Linked DNA regions of Mus musculus: all the other regions are linked to region 3. A link is a contact called in public HiCAR-type, HiChIP or PLAC-seq and promoter capture Hi-C data. All regions are on one chromosome and are shown on one strand. Each heading gives the region's core, a stretch centred on a gene start, on an enhancer-like site or on the middle of the called end of the contact. The rest is flanking DNA. Distances are from core to core; before and after follow the strand shown. Region 1 holds the start of Pcbd2 (pterin 4 alpha carbinolamine dehydratase/dimerization cofactor of hepatocyte nuclear factor 1 alpha (TCF1) 2). Region 2 holds the start of Fam193b (family with sequence similarity 193, member B). Region 3 holds the start of Hnrnpa0 (heterogeneous nuclear ribonucleoprotein A0). Region 4 holds the start of B230219D22Rik (RIKEN cDNA B230219D22 gene). Region 5 holds the start of Ddx46 (DEAD box helicase 46). Region 6 holds the start of Nsd1 (nuclear receptor-binding SET-domain protein 1).

What was found. Promoter capture Hi-C pulls out the DNA fragments that hold promoters and counts their contacts. HiCAR-type assays count read pairs that join an accessible place to other places. HiChIP or PLAC-seq counts read pairs in DNA pulled down with a chosen protein or histone mark.
Region 1: a promoter capture Hi-C map of hippocampal neurons shows a contact between it and region 3, with 2.7 times the contacts expected there. The contact joins the promoter of Pcbd2 here to the promoter of Hnrnpa0 in region 3. A contact is called at or near these places in 3 of 39 promoter capture datasets (embryonic stem cells, hippocampal neurons and liver) and 4 of 115 datasets of contacts at active chromatin or transcription factors (astrocytes, embryonic stem cells and pro-B cells).
Region 2: a promoter capture Hi-C map of hippocampal neurons shows a contact between it and region 3, with 3 times the contacts expected there. The contact joins the promoter of Fam193b here to the promoter of Hnrnpa0 in region 3.
Region 4: a contact with region 3 is called in a HiCAR-type map of astrocytes, with 2.7 times the contacts expected there. The contact joins the promoter of B230219D22Rik here to the promoter of Hnrnpa0 in region 3. A contact is called at or near these places in 1 of 39 promoter capture datasets (liver) and 1 of 115 datasets of contacts at active chromatin or transcription factors (astrocytes).
Region 5: a promoter capture Hi-C map of liver shows a contact between it and region 3, with 4 times the contacts expected there. The contact joins the promoter of Ddx46 here to the promoter of Hnrnpa0 in region 3. A contact is called at or near these places in 2 of 39 promoter capture datasets (hippocampal neurons and liver).
Region 6: an H3K4me3 HiChIP or PLAC-seq map of stem cell-derived neural progenitor cells shows a contact between it and region 3, with 14 times the contacts expected there. The contact joins the promoter of Nsd1 here to the promoter of Hnrnpa0 in region 3. A contact is called at or near these places in 2 of 115 datasets of contacts at active chromatin or transcription factors (astrocytes and stem cell-derived neural progenitor cells).

The regions. Positions count from the first base shown.
Region 1 is chr13:55,725,705-55,728,668 of GRCm38.p6, reverse strand. It overlaps Pcbd2 (pterin 4 alpha carbinolamine dehydratase/dimerization cofactor of hepatocyte nuclear factor 1 alpha (TCF1) 2), which reads right to left and starts at 1,301. Exons shown (of 4, transcript NM_028281.1): 1 at 1,195-1,301. The coding sequence starts at 1,296. Txndc15 (thioredoxin domain containing 15) reads right to left here. Exons shown (of 5, transcript NM_175150.3): 5 at 2,442-2,964. The coding sequence ends at 2,806.
Region 2 is chr13:55,569,547-55,572,532 of GRCm38.p6, reverse strand. It overlaps Fam193b (family with sequence similarity 193, member B), which reads left to right and starts at 1,413. Exons shown (of 11, transcript NM_145382.4): 1 at 1,413-2,828. Gm31364 (a long non-coding RNA gene) reads right to left here and starts at 1,437. Exons shown (of 2, transcript XR_873486.2): 1 at 1,108-1,437.
Region 3 is chr13:58,126,845-58,130,081 of GRCm38.p6, reverse strand. It overlaps Hnrnpa0 (heterogeneous nuclear ribonucleoprotein A0), which reads left to right and starts at 1,526. Exons shown (of 1, transcript NM_029872.1): 1 at 1,526-3,237. The coding sequence starts at 1,769. The coding sequence ends at 2,686.
Region 4 is chr13:55,691,615-55,694,844 of GRCm38.p6, reverse strand. It overlaps B230219D22Rik (RIKEN cDNA B230219D22 gene), which reads right to left and starts at 1,721. Exons shown (of 2, transcript NM_181278.2): 1 at 1,498-1,721.
Region 5 is chr13:55,632,872-55,636,251 of GRCm38.p6, reverse strand. Ddx46 (DEAD box helicase 46) reads right to left here and starts at 1,253. Exons shown (of 23, transcript NM_001282055.1): 1 at 1,057-1,253. The coding sequence starts at 1,073.
Region 6 is chr13:55,208,210-55,211,222 of GRCm38.p6, reverse strand. Nsd1 (nuclear receptor-binding SET-domain protein 1) reads right to left here and starts at 1,441. Exons shown (of 23, transcript NM_008739.3): 1 at 1,348-1,441.

The DNA.
Region 1 (2,964 bases), core at 52-2,551, 2.4 Mb after region 3:
TTACATGTTTTATAGTAAAGCAATTTCACATCGAGGGTGGTGGCACAGGCTTGTGTTCTCAGGACTTGGGAGGTGGAAGCAGGAATGTATCTGAGTTCAAGGTCGGCCTTAGCTACAAGAAACTCATCCATTAAAAACAAAGCAAAATGAAATGTCATTCCTTCTTTTATTGGAAGAAAAGAATCAGGTAGGAAAGGGAGCAGAGTTTAGTGTACCTGAATACATCTGTATGAAAATTATTTTAATTAAATTAATTTTTAAAATGTTAACCAAATGCAATGACTAGTCCTGGATTACACCAGGAAACAAAAAAATCTCTAAAGTCATTAGTCAAAAACAATGGACGTTATCAGCATAATTTTCTGACTTCAACAATTCTACTGTGTAATATAAGAAAAATATTTATTTGGGGAAATTCATTATAGAAATTTTACAGGAAAATAAATTATGTCTACGAGTTCTTCATAAAAACGTTGTCAAATAGGCTCTAGTGAGCGCCCGTAAAGGAAACGGTGAGTTTCATGCTGCATTTTCCACTAGATGGAGCTGCGTGTTAAAAAAAACTTACCCTCGGCTAACTCTCTCTCCCCTCTACCCCTCACACTCTCAAAGTACACCTCAGACGGTCTCCCAGCACTCCTCGCCGGCTGCGCCGTAATCCTCCTGCCTCAGCCTCGCCAGATGTAAGAATTACAAGCCGCAACGCACAGGCAAAATTCTAAAATCTGACAGAGTAAGAAAACGAAATGTCCTCTTTAAAAGTGGTGAGGGAAAAAAAAATCGATGTGCCCTTCAAAAACGGGAAAAGGGCGTGGAGGGGTTACTAACTCTTCTAAAGCCCCCTGACCAAGAACAACACGGTTAGCTGGTCACTTAGGTCCTGGTCACCCCAGGACTGCTCGCAGCCCACAGAATGGCTTCGCAACTAAACGTCACATTTGGATTTGTTTTTTCCCACGATAATGTTTCCGGTGAGCACGCTCAAAAACTACGGCAGAAGCTGTCTGGGTGTTCTGTTTTGTTTGAGGCAGGGTCCACTACGGAGCCCTGGCTGGTCTCGAACTCACGGATGTCTCCCAGCCTCGTCCTCCCCCGCGCGGGGGCTATGGCGTGTGAGCTGCGGGTCTGCGCGCGCAGTCGCCCCCACGCAGCAGAAGGAACGAAGGCCCGGTGGCTCGCCCGGGCCGCACTCACCATGGCCGCCCTGCTCGCGCCCGGGCTGCGCAGCGCCGCCAGCCACCGCCCCGCGCTACGCGCTCCCACCGCCGCTACAGCCACCGCCGCTGCCGCCACCATGGTCCCGGGCTGCCCGGCGTGCTGCCTGACGCGGCGCAGGCACCGAAGGCCCCCGAAGGGGATGGCCGCCGCGCCCGCGGGAACTCTTTGCAGACCGAGCGCCCTCTGCGCGCCGGGCCACCGCTGCTGTGCTCAGGGCTTAAAGACCCGGCTGCCGCGACCCGGAACGCCGCGCTGAGCTCGCTCCTCTCTGCAGCTCGACCATGCTGCATGCACAAGTGCATTACCCACCCAGGACGGGTGGAGACAACTCTGTTCCCTTACATGCAGGTCCTATGTGTGTATATTGATCTTTATTATTCTTTTGTCATTTTTTTTCTTGCGATGTAACTGACAATAAAATTCATTTTAAAACCCATGCTGGGTGGGGGGGGTAGGGGCGGGGCTTAACTTAGTGCTGAGTTTTGAGTAAAATGTTGCAGCTTTTAGCTCGATTTGTATCTTTTTGGTTTTGGGTTTGTTTTTTTTTTTTTTTTTAAAGATTTATTTATTTATTATATGTAAGTACACTGTAGCTATCTTCAGACACACCAGAAGAGGGCGTCAGATCTTATGACAAATGGTTTTGAGCCAGCCACCATGTGGTTGCTGGGACTTGAACTCAGCAGTCAGTGCTCTTAACCACTGAATCATCTCTCCAGCCCCCTCATTTTGGTTTTTTTACTAGGTAACTTTGTTGTATTCCTTTCCTGAGACAGTTTCATGAAGCCAGGTAGAGTTGCAGAGGCTGGCCTGGAACATCCATCTCCACCTCCCAGAAGCTGGGGATTTTGGACGTGTCACCATGCACTATCCTGTTAGTTTTTCTAAATTAGCACATTAATATTACCAATTTGCCAGTTCTCTCCTCCCACCGTGTGGAACACAGGGATCGAACTCAGATCTTCACACTTGGTGACAAGCACCTTTATCTGCTAAGCCATCTCAGCGGCCCATGTCATCTCTTTGCTGTGTCCTAAACTAGACCAGACTCAACCTCCAGGCAAGGACAGGGTTCTTAACTTCCTTTGGATCTCAATCTAGCTGTGTGCTAGTATATGACTGGGCAATGTCTGTGCTCTAGCACAGAATTAACATGTTTTAATTAGAATTAGGAGTTTCTCCTAAAGTCTGCCATTCCCAGAAACAAGCGAAACCACTTTGAATTGTTTCAGTGACTTTATTTTTCACCTGGTCCTGTAGTAGACCTGCACTTCCCGTCCTAGCCCATACTTCCCATCTTAGCTCCTCTTCTGAGACAACACTTTCCTGTTTGACGACACTAGAAAAGAAATTCATTATGTTCAAGTATTAAAAAGCAACAACAGTCAATTCTAGTGGACATTTTTGTACCTGCTAGTTGTCATAGGAAAAACACATTTATATGAAATCTTTTCAGCTTTTCAGTAGTCCAACAAGAACATGATTCTTGAATCTGATTTCCGTTGCAAGTCCACACATTTAGCGACTGTAATGCTAAGTCCACAAAGGAGGGGCTGAGACCCCTCTTGTTCCAGTTCAGTTCTGTCTTTACTCTGCGTGTTCCTGTTCTTGTCCTGGAATCAGCCACCGAATACTCTCAGTGCGGATGGTAGCATACATAATGAAACTAATTAAAAAGAACAAGGAAAACACCAGCAACCAATCCACAGTCTTTATCAAAGTGCTGGGGAGAGGGCCCATCTGGTC
Region 2 (2,986 bases), core at 164-2,663, 2.6 Mb after region 3:
AGGCCGCCACAATCCAAAGTCAAACAAAAGCAGCTTTTATTCACCAAGGGAAACTCTCACCAAGAGATCTAGCTGGACTAGAGATGCAGTTAGGCTCGGGAGCTGAAGCAATGAGCCCAAGAAGTGGGCTCACAGGCCTTTTAAAGCAGAAAACCACAACCAGGTATGAAGTGGAAGATTAGGGTGAGGGTCTAGGCAACCTTTACCATGGTTGGTTGTGGTTAGGGGGCTTTCCAGAGGTCCTGGTTCCTGATTGGTCTGTGGTGGCCCCTAGGTATTCCAGGGAAAGAAGGGTGGCAACTGTTTCAGGATCTTGGAGAAAAGGCCAGATGTTCCTCCCCTTCCCTGAGTGGTAGACTCTAGAACATTTGTGGTTTTTCTTGGAATTGGGGCCATGCAAAACGGAGGACAGACTTCAAGATGGAGCAAGTTAGGCCAAAGAAGTTTAACCCAGTCCCACCGACACACACACATACACACACATACCTATTAAAACAATAAGATAAATAGAGCAATTTTTAAAAATTGATTTACTTCTTGGTAGTCAAAGTTTCAGATTTTGTTCTGATTGATGTTATCAATATAAATTCCACGTGTAACTACTAAAAAGTTCCAGTTTCACTCGACAAGGCATAAGACAGCATTGGAAACTTAAAAAAAAAATACATATATTTTTTTGTTCCATGTGCCTGAATTTTTCTCCCCCTGTGGGAAGAAAATGGGTGGAGATGACATATTAACAACTAAAATGCTGAGCTATTAAAACATTTCTAATTTTGCTTTGTGGGTTAAAGACCTCTCTCGCACATACCACTTAAAAAAAAAAAAAAACATTGCCAGAGTATGTGCTTTAATCATTTCATCCTTGTCACGCCGATCCTATTATCTATTTAAGTGACCCCCTTCCCCATCAGCCTCAAGAACGACCTGAGTCTGGGTCCTGCAGTTCTGAGCACAGAACGTGGGGCTCCCAGTAAACGACAAGTAAAGACCTGCCTATTCTTTCGCCTCAGGCTGACCACAGGTGTGGTGGGATGATATCTAGGAATCTATGGTAGGCATTTTGCAGCCAGTGCTTGTCCATTGCAAAATGGGAATAATTCGTACCTGTTTCCAAGTGATTTAGGGAGGAGCCAAGAGATGAGCGTGAAAAGTTCGCAGCAAAAAGATTAGTAACTCACTCATTATTTAATGGATAATTAAGCTCCTAGGCCCGCTATTACAGAGCCCAATGTGTTTCTCCAGCCGATCGCAGCCTTTCGGACTAGTGCTTAGGACAGGATCTCGCCCGGGGCTGGTCTCCTGCGAAGCCCAGCGAGGTGGCCTTATTAAAAATGGCGCTGGCGGCTTCCGTGGCGACTGCGGCGGCGCGGACTGAGTGTGCCCTCTGACCTGTTGGCAGCAGGCGGGGAGGGGCGCCGGGCGCCGCCATATTGGCTGTTGTCCTGTGAGGGGAGCGGCGGCGGCGGCGGCGGCGGCGGCGGCGGCGGCGGCGGCGGAGGCGCGAGAGGAGCCAGCGAGCGGGGGAGCGGCGCAAGAGGCAGCATGACTCGGAGGCGGAGCAGGCCAAGCGGCGGCGCGGGCCGGCGGGAGCGGGCGCGGGCCGCGGGGCTGCAGAAGCCCCAGGCGCCCGAGCCGCAGCCGCCGCCGCCGAGCCTGGAAGCGGGAGCCGGTGCAGGGCCCCCGGAGGTGCCCGCCGAGCTGGATTGCGACGGTCCCCGAGAGGAAGAAGAGCCCAAGCTGGCTCCAGGCCCTCAGGTAGGATCGAGCAAAACGACTCCGACTGCCGGGCTGCTTACACCTCCCCAGAGCGGGAGCGGGAGTGGGGCGGGAGTGGGCATGGACCATACTGTGGGTCTGGGACCAAATCCCAAGTCCGGGGCAGATGCTTTCAACCCGCTTGCCGGGAGTGGAAGCTGGACCCCTCTCCAAAGCCAAAGCTCAGCCAACCCTCTTGCGACCCTTGTAAAGCTACCCGTTCAGGCCCTGCTCCGGAGCTAAATCTTCTGACCATTTATGCTCTCTGGGACTCGCTCAGGTCCCGAGACCACCGCTTAGTTCTCTGCCCTCCACTTCCCTTTGGAGCCACCTGATTCCCCCCTATCCCCTAGCCCCTAAAAGACCATCATCTCAGGGCGCTGGAACCTGCAAGGCTGCAGCCTCTGTGCGCCCCTCCACCCCCGCCCCCAGCAGCTTCATCCCTTCCCCTGCACGGTCTGCAGCCGCTACCCTCAACAGCTGTACCTCTCTGCATCTGCCTTCCGGGACCTCTCTCCTTTCCCTACCCAGCAGAACAGTTGGCGGCCCCAAAGACTGTTAGAATAACTCCACTAAAGAGGAAACCCTTGTTCTCCTCCTATCTCCTGTCCCATAAGGAGCCCCCACTCCCACCTCCAACCCCCGCCAGTCCACTAGTTTGGTGAATCCTGCGAGACTAAGAGTATTTGGGAGGATTCTCGGAAGCTTCCAGCTTGCCACCTGGAAGGTCACTTTCTTTTGAGCAAAAAGGAGCAAACAGGAGAGGCGGGGGTGGCGTGGGCCACAGTTGCTCAGGGAGGGTTGTGGCACCCGGGGCTGGGTGGCTCACCCTAAGCTTGCTCTGACAAAAGAGTTTTGAGTTGGTTTTTTGGCTGAGCCTGCCAAGGAAGGCAGGCCCCTGCAGGAGTCTTGGAGGGTCGGATGCAGCGCCCGGATGAGGACGAGGCGTGGCGGAAGATGCGTTTGGCTCTGCAGACACTGCATCGGGCAGCAGGGGACTCTGGGAGGCTGGTGCAGCCTGAAGGCATGGCTCTTGACAGCCTTCTAGTAGAATCTCTGGAATTGTGCATGTGAGTGGGGATGCCATTTGGGGTACCATTCCTGGAACGCTTTCCCTGACCTCCCCAGTTAAACCAAGTGCCCCCTCTGTGCCCACCACCCTCTTTGCTTCCCTTCAATGGCACCACTCCTTCTGTGATGAAACTTGTTGATGTGTCTGTCCCAAGCA
Region 3 (3,237 bases), core at 277-2,776:
TTTATGATCCTGTGTGCTATACTAAAGCAGTCGGAGAAGCAAGCCCTGTGAAGCTAGAAGCTAGCAAGCAGCACCCCTCCACAGCCTCTATCAGCTCTTGCCTCCAGGTTCCAGTCCTGTTTGAGTTCCTGTCCTGACTTCCTCCAGTGATGGACTATGATCTGGAAATGTAAACCAAATAAGGCCGTTCCTTCCCAGCTTGCCTTATTTCTACAACCCTAAGACACTGTAGAAATTGAGATCTTATCCGTGAACACTAAGCACAGTCCCTGACAGTTTTTTTTTAAAATCTAGTTATATGGATAAAGTTGGCAAAATGGCTGTTCATATTCACGAAGCTGGCAGCCCAGTAGAAGCTGCTGGCTGCAGGTCACAGGGGTGCACCAGATGAGGGAGATGAGAAGTAACGGGACAGAATGGGGATAGGACGTGTCGGGGGACACTGCTCCAACTCTAGTTAAGTCCCCTGGGTTTAATTCCCAAACCACAGTTGGGATGGCGGTGAGAAGGCAATAAAAATAGGAAATCTCATAGGGCATGCTTATAATCTAGTGCTTGGGAGTTCGAGGTCAGCCTGGCTCAAGGCTAGCAGTGTAAGGATGGGGCCGAATAAATCCTGCGTGGCTCGCAAGGAACATGTCCGCAGGAGCTCGCTGCTGAGTTCACAGGGCGGAGCATCGCCAGCGGCTACCGCAGGCCTGGCTCGGGCCTGGTCTGGGTTACCCGGTCTCAAGGGCTTTGGTGGTGTTCCCTCTCATGGGCTTGCTTCGGCGGGCAGAGTGGCACGGGGCAAGAGTCGCATTGGATTAATGGAGCCACCAGCCCACCGTAAACGGCCAATAACCGCCTTGGGGTCAGGCCGAGGCCCTCCATCTTTGTGCCGCCCCTAGGGGAGCCGACGCCGGGTGCGGGCCGGCCCCCAACAGTCAAGTTTTTAAAAAGTCCGCGCGGGGGCCACCCGGGCTGATCCGTTGGGAACGGCCAGAATTCCCGCGAGGACGAAGCGTGCGGGCGACAGAGGGTTCCGCACGGGAGGCGCCGGGCCAGTGCTCGAGAGGAGCGCGCCCGTCCCGCGGCAGCGGAAAACGGAAGTGGGTCTGAGGAGCAGCCGCTGATTGGCCGGCAGGTCACGTCCCTCAAGGGGCTGGCGCGAACGCCACTGCGGAGCTGGGCCTGGGCATCCGGCGAGGGGAGGGAGGGAGGGACGACTGCGGGAACAGCCGCGCGGTCGCCAGGAAACGCTCCACGGAGACGCGCGGAGGGCTCTGGCGGGCGGTCTCCCGGGCCCCGCGGCCCCGCGGCCCCGCGTCGAGTGCGAGCGCGGAGGCGGAAGGAGCGGCGGTCGCCGAGGAGCCCCAGGCCCGGACCGGGGTGGTGGGGAAACCGCGGAGGGCGGGGAGGCCGCGACCGAGAGCGGCGCTGCGGCGCGGTGGGCGGGACCAAGGCGAGCGGCCAGGCGATTGGCCGGCGTCCCGGCGTCGCTTGTGACGCACCGCGCGGGGAGGGTGCGCGCGCCTTCAGCGGCCTCTTTGTGTGGTGTCCCGATAGGGGAGCGGAGGTGGCGGCCGCGGCGGCCCCGGTCGGGTTCCAGCGTCCTCGGCTCGCCCTCGGGCCGGCAGCGCGCCCCTTCCCTCCCCCTCCCGCCCCTTCCCCGCCGGCGGTGGCGGCGGCGGCCGGGCCCGGGCTCGGACGAGGCCTCGGCGACCGCTAACGGGCGACGGCGACGCGGCGGAGCGCGCAGGGCGGGGGCAGGGCCCGGGCGGCCGACATGGAGAACTCGCAGCTCTGTAAGCTGTTCATCGGCGGCCTCAATGTGCAGACGAGTGAGTCGGGGCTGCGCGGCCACTTCGAGGCCTTCGGGACGCTGACGGACTGCGTGGTGGTGGTGAACCCCCAGACGAAGCGCTCCCGCTGCTTCGGCTTCGTGACCTACTCGAACGTGGAGGAGGCGGATGCCGCCATGGCCGCGTCGCCGCACGCGGTGGACGGCAACACGGTGGAGCTGAAGCGCGCCGTGTCGCGGGAGGATTCGGCGCGGCCCGGGGCGCACGCCAAGGTGAAGAAGCTGTTCGTGGGCGGCCTCAAGGGCGACGTGGCGGAGGGCGACCTGATCGAGCACTTCTCGCAGTTCGGCGCGGTGGAGAAGGCGGAGATCATTGCCGACAAGCAGTCGGGCAAGAAGCGCGGCTTCGGCTTCGTCTACTTCCAGAGCCACGACGCGGCCGACAAGGCCGCGGTGGTCAAGTTCCACCCGATCCAGGGCCACCGCGTGGAGGTGAAGAAGGCGGTGCCCAAGGAGGATATCCACGCGGGCGGCGGGGGTGCGCGGGCGGCCCGGGGCGGGCGCGGCGGAGGCCGGGGCCGCGGCGGCGGAGGCGGCGGCGGCGGCCGAGACCAGAACGGGCTGGCCAAGGGCGGCGGTGGCGGCGGCGGCGGCTACAACAGCTACGGCGGCTACGGGGGCTACGGCGCCTACGGGGGCGGTGGCGGCGGCGGCGGCTCATACGGCGGCAGCGACTACGGCAACGGCTTCGGCGGCTTCGGCAGCTACAGCCAGCACCAGTCCTCGTACGGGCCGATGAAGAGCGGCGGAGGCGGCGGCGGCGGCGGCAGCTGGGGCGGCCGCAGCAACAGTGGACCGTACAGAGGCGGCTACGGCGGCGGCTACGGCGGAGGCTCGTTCTAGAAGCCGGGTTCCGGATGCCGGCGGCGGGCGCGGCCATCGTCGCCCTCCGCGCCCGCCCCAGGTGCCCTCGGGGGAAGCCGCTCACCCTGGGGGGCACGACACCCCCCGCTTGCCTGCCCGTTACCCCCCCTGAAGGTGGACTCGGCCCCACACACACACATTTTTGTGTTACAGTCATTGATGGACTCTATTTTTTTATTATTACTTGGACCTTGGTCGTTTTTATACTAGCAAAAAAATGTCTTGTTTTAATTTGTGTTTTTTGGGGGGGCGGGTGGGCGGGCGGGAGTGAACTTGCTGATTCTGTAGCAACACCTGGGTGGGGGTTGGGCGGGAGGGTAGTTTACTTTGTTGTAAGGACTTGATACCTGGCTACAGCGTTTTCTATGAAACCTACTTGGATCCCATGCCTGGAATTTGGAAGCATATGTACAAAAATCATTTTTACGTTTTATTTTTAATAAATCATTGTGTTTGACCGTACATGTCTAACATTTTTTTTTTCCTAGGATCCACTCCTTACCGTTTTAAAGGATATTTTTGTTAGGTTT
Region 4 (3,230 bases), core at 472-2,971, 2.4 Mb after region 3:
ACCTCTGGAAGACCGACTAGTGCTCTTAACCACTGAGCCATCTCTCCAGCCCAGAAAAAATATTCTTACAACCTATTTCGGCACTATAAAGTCCGTTGTGTATAAAACCACCACATATATTTACATGCATGATAAATTTCAGCATTTGGCTAACACATTAGCATTAATGCCTACCTCTTTCCACTCTAAGACCTACCTGCTGATAATTCTTTGGTTTGCTTTTGGGGATTTTTAATTTTTGAGGTTTGTCTTCATAACAATCCTCCTGCCTCACCAAGAAAGTAATGGGTGTAAAGGTGTTAACCAACATGCTTGGTCAGCTATTACCTTATGTTTTAAATTATGCTTGTCTACATGAGAACAAATGAGTGTGAGTCCCCCCGGGGTGCAACACATGGAGTTACATTTGGTTCCCAGTGCACCGTAGTGCAGGGAGCCAAACCCTACTTCTCTTCAAGCCTGGTACACGCTCTTAACTGCTTTTTTTCCCAGCTATTCTTGGATTCTTTCCATGCAAAGTTCACTAAAATGATGCAGGTTACATTTGAGAAAAGTGGGCGGAGGAATTTCTCTTAAGACGTGGGTGGAACATAAGCTAGGAGTTAACAGAACAAATCGTGTTGCAAAGCAAAGGCTACAGTTGGTTTTGTTTTGTTTGTGGTACTAGGGGTGGACCCCAATGCCTTGCACACATCAAACAAACGAAGAAGCATCTTTTAAAATGGTGCACCGGTAAGTTTAAGGAAGCCAGCGAGGAGTTTCACTGTGACTAAATTAGTAGTTTTGAAGGTCTGCTGCGACCTGCTTTCCCTTAAGTTTTACTGTGGGTGTTTAATCCTGCCGTCTTCCAATGAAACAATCACATTTCTTTCTTTTTTTTTTTTTACCTTGAATGTGGCAGACATTGCTCCCAAAAAAACTATTTTTAGTAAATTCACAAGGCACCTTTAAGCTTTGTAAATATAGCAAAGCTTCAAAGGCCCACACGCCGTTCTCCTCCAAGGATCAAATATCCCACAACCCTCGGTGTTTTGTTACTATCTAGCTAACTACTGTATATAATCACATATGATTTTATAATTCTAAACAAGTGTGGGAGGCCGTGTCAACCACTGAGGATGCTGCTCCGCTCCCGCCTCCCGAGAAGTTTACACAACATAAATAACGGTCTCCTTTGTCTTCTCTGCGCTCCTTAGCCGTGCCCCACGGCGCTTCCCCAAGTCAGCATCCTAACGGGACCCCGAGGCGTTCCCCGCCGCGCTCTCGGGATGCGGGGACGACCGCAGCTCCAGGGCGAGACTGCGGCCCCGCGCCCACCCTGCAGCCCTGGCTGCGCGGCCCGCGCCGTGACTTCCGCTTGCCGCGAGGCCGGCGGGCGCCCGGGCGGAAGTACCGCGGGGAAGGAGGCCGCCCCGGAGGAAGGAGGCGCCCGCGCTCGCCGCCGCATCCCGCATCCCGCTCGCCGGGCCCCGCGCCAGCCGCCGCCCCGCGCCCTACCTCGGCCGCTCGGAGCCCGGCCCTCAGAGCGCCCAGGGGCCGCCCATAGGCAGGAAAGCTCCCGCCCGTTCCGTTCACTCCGGCCGCGCCCGCTCCGGGCGGCCCTGTCCAGTCACGGCAGAGGGCCGGCGGCGGCGGCGGCGAAGGCCACGCCAGCGCCCGACTCCCTGGAGCCCTCACCGCGGGGCCCCGGACGCGGGAGGAAGAAGCCGCCACAGCCCCGGAATGTGAGCGCCGCCTGCGCAGGCGCAGGCACGCCTAAGTATCGCGAGACTCTTCGCGCGGCCCGCGAACGGAGTGCGCAGGCGCGCGCGAAGCGGACGGTCCCTGTGCGGAGCTCCAGTCCCGCCAAGATGAGCGAGCGGATGGTCGGCTCGGTGACTTCCCAGAATGCAGGGTCACTCCGTGACGCAGGCATCGTTTGAAGCCCGCTGCAGTTGTCCAGAAGCCGTTTACACAGCTGTTTGAAAACGATGTTTGCTCATGCCTGTCTGCAGCCCTTAAGACTCATTCATTGTCTGGGGGCTGGAGAGATGGCTCAGTGGTTAGGAGCACAGACTGCTCTTCCAGAGGTCCTGAGTTCAAGTCCCAGCAACCACATGGTGGCTCACAACCATCTGTAAAGGGATCTGATTGCCCTCTTCTGGTGTGTCTGAGAGCTACAGTGTACTCATATACATAAAATGAGTTTGGAGTCAACCTGGGCTACAGAGCATGAACAAACAAAAATAAACCAGCAGAAATGTTAGGCACGGCAATATGAGTAGGCACACGGGTGACTCATCATGGTCAGGGTTCACAGCAGAGGTACCAGTAAAGCTTGCTTCTTTCCTGCAGCTAGCATCTCAGGGGTAAGGTGGAGCTCCCAGCCTTACCTCAGTCTTTGAGAATTTTCTAGCCATGGTACTTACTATCCTTGGGCTTCAAGTTAGCTCATCTCCAGGCAGCAGAAGTATTCCCAAATAAATCTAAAAGAAATGTTGAAAATCCTTAGTCATCATGGAAATGCAAATAAAAATGATTCTGAAATCCCACAATGGCTAAATAAATAAATAACCAACTCAAAACTGGGCAGTGGTGGCGCACGCCTTTAATCCCAGCACTTGGGAGGCAAAAGTAGGCGGATTTCTGAGTTTGAGGCCAGCCTGGTCTACAGAGTGAGTTCCAGGACAGCCTGCCTTGAAACCCTCCCCAAACAAACAAACAAACAAACAAAAAGACTCAGTGTCTGCCCTTTAGTTTCTTAAGGGTGGGTAGGGCAGGACTGCCCATATCCAAACATGAGAATATTCAGATGGTGATGGTGTTAGGGCTCTCAGATGTAAGATGTGTAATAATTAAGGTATTTTATGTGGGGTGCCCTGTAGTATTTAGTTTTTTTTTTTTTTTTAATCCCTGACATCTCTACAATGTGCCATATCCTTTATCCTAAAAGGCGGAACCACTAGCCTAATTCCATTTGGCGGTATTTCCTTCTGAGTCGCTTGGTTGTAGAATTATCCTGGATTCAGAGTTCTTACTATAAGCCCGGAACATGAAATTGATAGTATTGGGCTGGAGTTATGGCTCAGTGGTTAAGAGCACTGACTGTTCTTCCAGAGGTCCTGAGTTCAATTCCCAGCAACCACATGGTGGCTCACAACCATCTGTAATGAGATCTGATGCCCTCTTCTGGTGTGTCAGTGACAGTACACTTACATACAGGAAATAAATAAATAAATCTTGAAAGAAAG
Region 5 (3,380 bases), core at 4-2,503, 2.5 Mb after region 3:
ATTGTTATTTTGATTCCAGCAATACAAATATAATAATTATAACAGCAAGATCAAGAAAGGTAATTCAGGCCGGGTGTGGTGGCGCACGCCTTTAATCCCAGCACTCAGGAGGCAGAGGCAGGCAGATTTCTGAATTCGAGGCCAGCCTAGTCTACAAAGTAAGTTCCAGAACAGCCAGGGCTATACAGAGAAACCCTGTCTCGGACCCCCCACCCCCCCAAAAAAAGAACCATGGTCACTGGCAATACACCCTTTATACGGAAGATGCTACAGGTTTTTTTGGTTTGCAAAAATTTCAAGCTGCTCCACTCACACTTGGCTTGTTTCCCTGAACCTAAGTTTTAACCCAGTACGCCAAGTTTTCATTCTCCCTACACAGTGAACCACAGTACCTTTCAGACTGGCTACATACATACCAGTCATCTCATCTTTCAAGATGATGATTATAATAATAGTAGTAGTAGTAATAATATCATCATCATCTACCTCAAGGTCCTAATCCGTTATTAAAACCTAAAGTTTTGAAGACACCGTAAGGTGCCCGCGTGAAAGGTTTCACAAAGAAGCAGGCAACATAGTAACAAAATGTATCCGCGGAATAAATGGCCATGGAACAGGTGTTTTTGTTGTAACCCAATAAAAGCCGGTCCTGCACATATAGCAGGTGCGTAAAAAAGGCCTGCATACGCTCCTTCTAAATGACTTAGGCAGAGAGGCCCACGTGCGCACGAAAGTAACCCAGAGTGGAGGCAAACAATGTTGTGAAGACGAAGAGGAACGGGAGTGAACCGGCTCTGGGTTGACCCGGGGGATGAGGCGGGAGGCTCCGTGATGGGCGGGGTGGGGTCAGGGGGACTGTTCCCGCTCAGGGCTCGACCGGTGGTCGCAAGCTCACGGCAATCGGCTGCCCTGCATGCCAGCTGCGCCTCGTCACAGCCCGGGTGACCGGGTCCTCAGCAGCCACACGCGCGGCCACCCGCACTCTACCCGCAGCGCCGCTCCCTCCACCCGCTCGCTCCCCTCCGAGCCCAAGAAGCCGCTCGCCCGCGGACTCACCGAGACTCCCGGCCCATGCTGCCGGCCAGCAGAAGGCCTGCGCCCTCGGGGACGATGCGCAGGCCTATGAAGAGGACAAAGGAGGGAGGCAGCAAGCTCTCACGGTACCGAGCGAGGACCGGTCCTACGAAATGGACAGAGCTCCAGCAGTGACCGCCATCAGAGCGTGGCCAACGAAAACAGGATGTGCTGGTGCCGGGGTGCGGAAGGAAGGAGCGGGCGGAAGGAAGCGGCTGCTTCTCCAGAGCGCCACCAACCGACTGGAGGCCGCGCGGCGCGGGCTGCGCCGGCAGCAACAACTTACTTTTCTAGCGCAACCCGCAGCCCTTTTTGGCGCTATGGAGTGTGCCATCAGCCAGGTCAGCCTTGCAAAGGGTCTTCGCTGCAGACCACCGAGGAACCTAATGCAGCCTGCGGCTCTCCCAGGGAGTGTGTCTGTTTGCCTTAATCTGCATTAACTAATGCTCCTGTCTCCTTATATGCTCCGTACTGAGTCACTTATGTGTATGCCAGATCCTGACAACTAATAGTAGTGATGTGTCTTCGACACAAGGAGCATCATACTGAAGAGGAAAGACTCTTCAATATGAGATGTGAAGACTTAGAATCTACAGAACAGAGATAAACTGCACTAAGGATTATAATAGTTCTTAACACTGGGAAGCTTTCGGGGCAGGGGGGAATACATGATCCGTTCAACCGCTCAGGAAATGGGGCCCAAAGGCACCAGACAAAAAGCACGGGCCTCCCTCTTGCTCTGGCTCTTTGTCTGGATCACTCCATTTCTGCTTATTATCTTTATATTCACATTTTGACCTGTCCTTTAAGTGTTTTACTTACCGAACTTACCCCTATACTGGAACAAAGAAGCCCTCCCAAAGGATTTCCTATGCCTACAAACACCTCAAATGACCAATCAGATTAAAGACAACCTGGCCTTGGTAGAACAAAGCAAAGCAAGAGCAAATAGATTCCCTACCTACAGAGGTCCTCCAAGACTGCAAAAGACTAACTTCATGACTGCAAAAAATGGAGGCGTCTATGCCTTCCTAGGAAAAGGATGTTTTCATGAAAACCAATTAGGCCTAATAAAGGGAACCACTGAGCAACTATTTTAAAACAAACTCAAAACCAGAAAAGGAACAGACAATGCATTCTAGAAGAACACCTGGATGCCTGGGGCCATGCATCACACCATTGGCAGGTGCGGTCATTGGTTTTTGGTTGGCTGGTTGGTTGGTTGGTTGGTTGGTTTTCTGAGACAGGGTTTCTCTGTGTAGCCCTGGCTGTCCTGGAACTCACTCTGTAGACCAGGCTGGCCTCGAACTCAGAAATCCATCTGCCTCTGCCTCCCAAGTGCTGGGATTAAAGTCATGCGTCACTACTGCCTGGCCTATTTTTGTTTGTTTGTTTGTTTGTTTTCTTTGTTTATTGAGACAGGCTTTCTCTGTGTAGCCCTGGCTGTCCTGGAACTCACTCTGTAGACCAGAATTTTGGTTTCTTTTTTTTTTTTTTTTTTTTTCTTTTTTTCAAGACAGGGTTTCTCTGTAGCCCTGGCTATCCTGGAACTCACTCTGTAGACCAGGTTGGCCTCGAACTCAAAAATCCACCTGCCTCTGCCTCCCAAGTGCTGGGATTAAAAGTGTGTGCCACCACTGCCCAGCCAAATTTAACATTTCTGTTCGAGTTTGGTTTTAAAAGATACTCTGCATAGCTAAAAAGATTTCTCAGAGGTAAAGAGCCCTTGTTGCTCCTGCGGAAGATCTGGGTTCGATTCCCATTACAGACACGGTGGTTCAGAACCATTCATAACTCTAATTCCAGGGGCTCCAATGCTCTCTTCTTACCTCCCTAAGCACCAAGCACACATATGGTATAAATACATACAGGCAGGCAAAACACACAAGATAAAATGAATAAATCTAATAGGAACAATCTTAAAAGACATGTAGCTCAATGTCAGACCACCAAGCTGGTGTGCACAAGGCCTGAGTTTGGTTGCAGCACAGAAAGTCAAGGCAAAAGACAAAGACACACTTGTGAGAATGTACAAGAGAAAATTCCCAACTATGACTGTGACTAGAGAAGCACATTTTTGGTAGAGCTGGAGAGGCAGGTACACAGTTAAGAGCAATTGCTGTCTGCTCTTGCAGAGGACTTTTGATTCAGTTCCCAGTCCCCACAGGGCCGCTCGCAACTGTTTACAACTCCAGGGGATTCATCTGACTCCCTCTTCAGGCCTCTGCAAGTACCAGACATGCACAAGGTACACAGGCAAACATGCAGGCAGGACACGCAGACACATCAAATAAAACTAAATCTAA
Region 6 (3,013 bases), core at 192-2,691, 2.9 Mb after region 3:
CTGAGGCCTGGCCCGCCGGCCTTGCTCTCAGGCCCGCGTCAGCCCCGGCCTCCATCTTAGGTTCCAGCCCGGGCTCCCCATCCACTGGGCACCTGCCCTCAGCCCCGCTGGTTTCGACCCGAGGCCGAGGCTACCCCCGTCTCGCTGTAGGGCTCACCTGGGGGGTTTGGCATGGGGGTCTTCGAGGCCCCAGGCCCCGAGCAGACGTGGCCGCAGGGGAACCCCCTTGCCCAGCCGCACCCCAAACCCACACCACCACCACCACTACAGACCAAGCTGAACAGGAAACAAAATGGAGGCAGCAGCAGCTCGGGTCTGCCTCCCCGAGCCAAGCCTCTACAGCCCTGGGACTCCCTTTCGGCCGCAGGCTCGACGCCCGCGAGGCAGGGGATTGGCTCCTCCCGGGAGCCTGGGGCAGCCGCCCTGGAGCAGCGCGTGCGGGCGGGCCGGGGACTCGGCCCTGCGGTCCCCACGGCCCCTCACCCACCACCCCTTCCCTTCCCTCTCCCTCCCCAGGCCGGGCCGTGCGGGGTGAGCGGCTCCGGGGAGCAGGGTCGGGTGACCCGCCCCGGGGTACTGGCCGCAGGACCGTGGCCTCAACCCGGGCCTGAGGCCGAGAGACCCCGCAGCCCTGAGCCCACGCCCCACACCCCGGCCTCTGGGACACAGCCTAACGGCGCGCCCGCACCTCGGCCTGTCGCCGTGCAGCCCCCGCCCAGCGAGGCCGAGCCCCCGGTCCAGACCCCGCGGGGACGAAGCTCCTCGGTCACCCTCGGGCCCAGGGGTCTTCGCTGCCCCGGGCGGGGCGAGGGGAGCTCGGGGGGAGGGGTCCACTAATCCCTGCACCGCCTCCAGCGCCTAGTGTGGGTCTGGGTCTGGGCCTGGCACGGCGGCCCCGGGGCTGCGGGCGCTGGCGGCCTTGGAGAGGTGCGGGCGCGCGGGGCCGGGGGCCGGGAGGGGCAGCGCCTCGCACCGCGGACGCTGCAGTTCTCCACACCCAGGCAGATGGCCCTCTCGAGCGCGCTTCGCCCCTGAGGCCCAGGCATCGGGACCCCTGCGCGACTGCACAGGGACGGCCGACAGGCTGGACGGGCTGGCCAAGCATGAAAGGCGCAAACCCCCGGCCTAGGAAGGCTCTGCGTTAGGAGGACGGGGTCCTGCTGGCGCGCACTTAGCACCAGGACCCCGCCGCCCTGACCTCGTAGGGCTGTAGCGCGTCCATTCCTCAAAGACAGTGGAAGGTCAGGGACTGGACCAGGCCTGGTCCAGCCACTCCAGTCCCCTGAGGCACTTCTCCCTTCCCGGACCCTGCTGCTTCCTGGGTTTGCTTCACCGCAAGAAGCTCACCTCAGGCATGACTTGGTCCCTAGAGCGTTAAGCGCATCCTTGTTGTTGAGAGAAAGCCATATTGGACGGCCCCGAGAATTCCCGCCTCTTCCAGAAAGCCTTCGGTGATTTGGAGTTCATTTTAAAGCCGAGGGCGCCGCCCTCGATGGCCACGTGACCACCATTCCTCCAGAGGCTTAGTAAATGTGCATAGTTATTGCCCCAGTAGAGTGTTTACCGAGGGCCCTCTGGTAACTAGACCCCCACCTGGGAGAACAGGCACTTTTGGCGTTCCCCTGCCAAGTATCTGTACCGGTTGGGGATCTGCAATGGTTGGGCCAAACTCCATCCTTCCCTGCCCTTCACCTCGTGACTGTGTCCAGCAAGCAGCGGCTTAGGATGCTTCCAGCTGCTTGCTGTCCAAGACCCACAGTCCATTAAAGGAGGCTCAGAGCTAAGCCTTCAGCATACCATCAGTAATGCTGGAGCCCTGGCCCTGCCAAGAGGGCAAGTGGGTTTCCTGAGAGAAGGTGCCCGGCGGAAGCAAGAGTGAAGAGGCTACTGTGACCTCAGGTCCCTCGGGTTAGTTTAAAGGAGTTTCCAGATGCAAAGTTGACTGGCATCTTTCCCTGCGCTAAAACTAGCCGGAAAAAAACTGGGGCCCTCTCCCATGGAGACCCGGTCTTTTGTTCTACGAAGGAATAACTCCTGCTAACACCTTCGGGCAATTCAATAGGAAAGCTCTCACTGGATCCTTTTTCACAAGTAATCATTTGAGCCTGTCATTTCTAACTGGCAGTTACCCCAATGCTAATCACTCCACAGCCCTTCCCAGTGCCTAGCCATTTTGAGGTACTTGGAACTGCCACTGGAGGGCCTTGAAGAAGTTATCTTTCAGTCCCAAACCTCTGTTTCCTCATCTGTGGCCTCCAAGACACAGGCATCTGGGAGGATCCTGAAACAGGCTAACACTCTGTCCTTAACAATTACAGACATATTTGACAAATACTGAAATGTAACTCATTGCTTCCTTCAGCAACCGTTTCCTGCAGTCTAGGCAATGCACCAGGCTCTGGGGAAGCAAAATGGGAGCTAGTGTGCCAGGCAACCTGTGGCCTCAGGGAAAAAAGGGTACCGAGAGAGACTAGCTGATGTAAGCACATTACTGCTCTGCAGGACCCTCTCCTTAACCTCCTACCTCCCCCTCACCCCCATTCAGGATGACCTAGTTACTGACAGAAACAAGACTGAGACCCCAGGGAAATATCAGACTTCCCTAGGTAACCCCTGGGGGTCCTCCCTTCCTCCTACTATAAAACTGTCTACCACAGTGACACAACCAGAGTGCTTATGGAGCTGAGCTTCTATATTCAGAAGGATACTGAATCCTCAAGTGAGACGGGGCTGCTTTCCTGTAGGATTGGGTTCTGGGGTGTAGACCTAGCTCTTCTCTACTGATTATAACTCAAGAATCTCTTCTGGGCCTGCACACCTCACCTGCAGACATATGAGAACAAATCCTTGTTGAGCGGGTATCATGCATTAGACACCACTGAGCGCTTGACACACGTCTGTTCCTTTAACCCTTTACTAGTCTGCAAAGAATTAAGGACTAGGTCAAGCCCTTTGTGCACATTCTCAGGACTATTACTTTCACAGGTGGGGTGGGCAACATCCTTGTGTGAGC